2 separate regions of the Mus musculus genome follow, and region 2 is linked to region 1. Evidence: chromatin contacts called from public Hi-C data. All regions are on one chromosome and are shown on one strand. The core of a region is the stretch at or near the end of the contact, and the rest is flanking DNA. Distances in the headings are between cores, read along the strand shown. Region 1 has its middle 94 kb from the start of Trpm3. Region 2 overlaps Trpm3 (transient receptor potential cation channel, subfamily M, member 3).

Region 1 (2,700 bases), core at 20-2,519:
GTATTATTGTGTATTATTTTGATGTGTGAACACATGTCACAATATCTAAATCAGGTTAAACTTTAAATATTGCTTTAAATATTTGTGATTTTTATGGTAAAACCTACAAAACCTCTTCAGATTTTTGAAATGTCTAATCTATCCATTTCCACCTACAGTCACCCTCTGTGCAGCAGAAGACCAGGGTCTGTTACCCTGACTGCAACTTGCTGACAGTTGGCTAGCTTTCCCCGTCCCTCCTGACCTTCCACTAAGATTCAGGAGAATGGCCATGTTTTGCCAAAGACTGAATTTCACTGTTCATTTTGTAAATGAACTTCACTTATAGCCCAAAGCACACTTTTTCTCTCTGGATACAATTTGACAATTAAAGTTTCAATATCAAATATTCATTTTCTAGGAAACAGTGGTTTTAAATATATGTAGATACTGTCAGCCACTCAGTTCTTGGTATAGGTAGTTGATGCAAAATTAAAAGGCATACTAGGGTGGGAAGGACTCAGGTTTTAATTTTCAAAGGTGTCATCTACATCAAAAAAAAAAAAACTTGCATCCATCCTTCCACAGGGAAGAGCTTTGATCAATTTAGAAAGTTATACAAATTCCAGGGAACTCTAGAGAACTGCAGTCTTCCAAATTAAATTGAACACAGAAGTCGATGTGAAAAAAATGTGCTTTAAATCTTTGTTAAATGAATCGTAGGTGTTGTTGTTACCATCAGAAATTCTTACAGAGTTTGGGAAAAATGCCAAAGTTTCAAAAACTCTAAAAGACAAAAATTTAGCTGGGCCTTTAAAAATATCACCCCAGGCTGCAGATTTCTCTGCAGCGGAGCGAACGTCTTTTTCTTTAATTCGGGCTGAATGAAATCCCGCTGACCCACTTTTAGATTCACCAGAAAGAAGGTAGCTGCATTGCCGCTGTCCTTTTCTCTTTAATTTTTTATATTACTAATCGGTTGCTACGGCACCAACTGCCCCCAGCTCAGACTGAGTGGTTTACGGCTACAATATATACTTATTATCGCACAATCCCTACTACAGGTCAGGAAGACTAGGCAGCATGACTGGGCGGGGTGTCACTCAAGGTGTGTACTGAGGATGGATCCAGGGTCCTGCGGAGCTGGGGCACTTAGAGGTTGCTCATGAGCGTGCCCACCTGACACGGTCTGCGTTCTTTATAACATTCGAACCTCTATATGAGGCTACAATGTCCTTACAGTGGGGCAGCTGGCTTTCTTCAGAGGCAGTGAGCCATGACAAAACAAGGCAATGCCACAGTGTTTTACGTGACTCAGCCTTGGCAGTCACCTCATTTCCAATCAGTTACAGAGAGGAATACAATTCAGCGTGTGAGGGAGCCATATAAGAGCGGCGGGTGGTGGGGTGGGGGTGCAACAAGATGCACAAACCACTGCTAAAGCTGTCAGGCTAGTGCTGCATACTACACTGGAAGATTCTAAATACCCACATATATTCTTCCCTGACTGCTAGAACAAAGCACTAAAATGGGGCAGGGGAGGCTTAGCGCTTAGACAACAGGACCCGGACCTTACCCCCACCCCACGAGGATTTCATGGTTCTGAACTCTACAAATTCAAGATGAAGCGCTGGCAATGTTAGTTTCTTCTGCAGCCTCTCTTTTGCTTGCTGTGTTTCTTTTCTTCCTGCCTTCACCAGGTCGTTCTTGTATTCCTGTCCGAGTCTTAACCTCCTCCCGATGAGAAAACCTGACACACTAGGGCTTCTCTTAATGTCATTTTAGCTTTGTTCTTGTAAGACTTCATCTCCTATATAGACACATTCCAGGATGCTAAAAGCAATGTGTTCAATGTGTGAGTTTTAAGGACGCACACTTCAAGGCATAGCAGTCTACTTTCCCTCACAGTACGCGTCTTCCATCCTGAGATCTGTAAAACCAAATATTCAGGCTCCTATTTAGATACCCCACATTTTTCCATAAATACTCATCTAATTGGCCATAATAGTGCATAGTTGTAATCCTGGCACTTGGGAAGTGGAGGCAGAAAGACTGGTCCAAGGCTAGCCTTGGCTACAAAAGGATTTTGAAGCCAGCCTGAGCTACATGAGACCTTGCCCCCACCCAAAAAAATCAAACTAACTAAAATAAAACAAACAAACCCTAATAGTAAATAAGCAACTGCCTCAAAGCTATCTATATATAGCTATAGATAGATAGATAGATAGATAGATAGATAGATAGATAGATAGATAGATAGATAGATGATAGCAAGCATAAGGTTTCAGCACAAACTATGTTTTTCTGTATGTGATCTTGCCCCTTGTGTGAAGCCCAATGTAATTCCACGCTGCCTGATCCCCACTCCACTCCAGCCTACATCTTTGTCCTTAATGTCACAGTCTGGTCATCATGCAAGACCCTGGCCCTGGCCCTTTTCTTTGTAGATAGTTTGAGGTACTACTGCAAGATGACTCTGACTCTCTTAAAAATCACCTCGCATCAAAGACCTTCCTGTCCATCATTCTATCAGGACCTCCCCCCTCTGCCCACTTCTTCTTTGTACCGTCCCTGTGGTTTGTCATGGTACAGTCTAAGCTAGTGCTTGAGTCCTAAATTATATTATGAGACCCATTACTTGTTTTTTGCAGCACATACCATAATGTCACAGTGTATCTATATGTGATATGAGCTCACACAGCCGATAGATGGAACAGAGAA
Region 2 (2,700 bases), core at 100-2,599, 110 kb before region 1:
GGCGAGGACAAAAGCTCGGGATACAACTTAATACAAAACCAAAGTAAATCTGACATAGAAGTGCTGTGGGTAGCAGATCCTTGGGATACGAAGGCCTGGGACAGTCACAGAAGCGGCTCAGGAAAACAGTTCGCTAGACTGCAATTCTAGAGGAGGTGCCTGTGAGACACATGATCACTTGAAAACAAAAATCAATCAAAAACCTAGTGGTCGGGAGCAAAGGAGTAGGTTTAGGTCTGCTCTGTTCAGCGTCCTGGGGAAGTGAGGCAGAGCCTGCTAATCATTTGGGCTTTGCTCCTTGGTGTACTACTACTGGGCTCTGTGTTACAGGGGTGAGCCCTACTTGCCTGATCCCAGGCCCTGGTATGTAAAAGAGAGGAGTGATGCCTTCTGGTGACAAGGACAGGCAGATGTAAGGTATCTTTTGTATAGCAAAGGCTACTCATGGTCGAGCCACTGTTATTTAGAAGATTTAGCTGGCCCTGGGAGATGGAAGATTCTACAAGCCAGCAATAAAGGTTAGCTATCCTGAACCTTCAGCACTGATCATGAAGGCAATCTTAACTGGAGAGGACACCATTTGCAAATTAATGTGCTTTGGCAAGGATGGCCACACAGTGACTGTAACTATTATTGAGGTTATGGTAAAAATTCATTAATGATGCTCAACGTAAGTTATACAATTTGTCAGGAAAGTCTCCTTATGATGTTCTAGTATTACCTCAACTAGGTTATTTGTTGGATGCATTCATGGACTGTTGGAAGTTGCCCACCTCAGAGAATCAGTTCAGAACTCAAGAACCCCAAATTATGGAATAGGCCCACTTGTTGAGGAAAGACCCAAATTATGGAATAGGCCCACTTGTTGAGGAAAGACCCATATGTCAGCACCCTTCCCTTGCTAGTGTGACCAAGTAACTAAAACTAAGCATGCCCATTCTTCCCTTTGCTTTATATTTCAGAGATTTCCAGAGCAAAAGAAAAGTATTCTTGCCACAACATTTGTTTACTGTAATTCTCTGAAGGCCATTATCATCCTGGACAAAGCTCTTTAGAATGCATAAAATACAATGAGATGCTTCTCCATGAAGCAGTTTGGCAAAGTTGTTTGGATATGGAAAATGAGTTTGCCAGGGGCACAAAAATATAAATTATGGAGAAAAAAAAAAAAAGGAAAAGAGAAGAAAGAAAGAACAGCAAAGCATCCCTCCCACAGTGAAAACCCTCTCAAGAGCATCCTGCTGGTGCTGAACAGTTCCCACATTAAATGACTAATGAATTTGGGTTCGCCCCTGCATTGGCACAGCTGGGGGAAGTGGTGCTATCTACAAAGCTTTGAGGCAGAGGGTGAGGAGGTGGCAGTGTTGCACTTCAACTGAGCAGCCTAAACTCGGCAGTCTGCTGAGTGAGTACGAGCTGTACAGCCCAGCTAATGAACACCTCATACCCTCCTCAATAACAACCCCCAGCCTCCTGGGGCTCCCTCCCTGCTACACAGCCCTCACCCTTTCCAAATGTCTGCTCCCTTTTTGCAAGTCCCTGTCCTGCCCTGGCCAAGTCCCTGGATATTTCTTGTTTTTCTTTTATGGCACTCTATTGTCCAACAGTTTCCTTTTTACCCACTCTTCCAAACTCCTCCATTTTCCATCAGATGTTGTCTTTCTTTAAAAGAAAAAAAAAAAAAAAAAAGAAAGCCTGGCTACCTTTCTTCGCTGTGCTTTGTGTGTGCATCTTAACTCCCAATACAAAAATATCCCCAATGTCCTTCTCTGACCTCTACTGCCATCATTAGCCCTTTTTGATCAAAGGATTAGCAGTTTTCATCTTGCAACTTCTAATATAGCACAATTTGTGACATGACACAGGTGATTATTGTAGAATAAACATTGTGGAAAGAATACAAAAATGAATAGAGAAAAAACAAATAGGGAGTAAACCCAGTTTCATATATTTTCATGTTGATGTGTGACTTAGTACACAAAAACAAAACCAATATGCACATTGAATATTAAATGTGTATGAACTTTGGGCCTTCAGAATAATGCCAGTGAAAACAGGTCAATGCTGACTAAAATATTAACAATCTATTGTATGCAGAACAACTTCTTGCATGGTAATTCTGTATTAATTAAAATGTCACAAAATCTCATTTGCATTCAGTTATTATCACATGATTTATAAAGAATGTGCTGCTGTGCATTTTGTTTTTTCAAAAATACAAATTCAGAATGGTAAACTTCAAGTCAGCTGGAAATATTGATCACAGTGAGATTAGTCCACAGGCGTCACAGAGAAGCTCGATGTAGGGAATGAAAATTCAAGATCACTTAGAAAGTGGTGCCCTGGCAAATGTTAGGGGAGAGTAGGGGAAGAGAAAAAGTTAGGCTCCAAAGAAAAGTATAGAGATAAGTACAGAAATGGAAGCCTGTGGAGCCCCAGAACAAAGAAGGCTACAACTTCTGTGGGTAGGATGCACTTTCATTCTACTACTGGATATGCTAAAGGTTGAGTTTAGAAGAAAATTGTCATTTGCATCTAGCATGAGTAATTAACAAAGACCTATATGATGACTGATATATGCCAGGCTGTCTGGGCCATGGCACCCAGGTATTTGGATTTGGTCAAACATTCCAGATATTTCTATGAGAGTGCTTTTAGATGTGGCTTACATTAAAACCATAAGACTTTGGTTAGGACATA

What was found. Hi-C and Micro-C count contacts between places; a contact is called where the count stands out from the background.
Region 2: a contact with region 1 is called in a Hi-C map of cerebral cortex, with 2.4 times the contacts expected there. A contact is called at or near these places in 1 of 39 promoter capture datasets (hippocampal neurons) and 6 of 484 Hi-C or Micro-C datasets (the G1E-ER4 cell line, brain, cerebral cortex and 2 more).

The regions. Positions count from the first base shown.
Region 1 is chr19:22,352,785-22,355,484 of GRCm38.p6, reverse strand. It overlaps a transcript of Trpm3 not described here. Among named protein-coding and RNA genes, the nearest start is that of Trpm3, 94 kb to the left of the region's middle.
Region 2 is chr19:22,462,355-22,465,054 of GRCm38.p6, reverse strand. All of the region lies in intron 1 of Trpm3 (transient receptor potential cation channel, subfamily M, member 3), which reads right to left. Among named protein-coding and RNA genes, the nearest start is that of Gm33649, 12 kb to the left of the region's middle.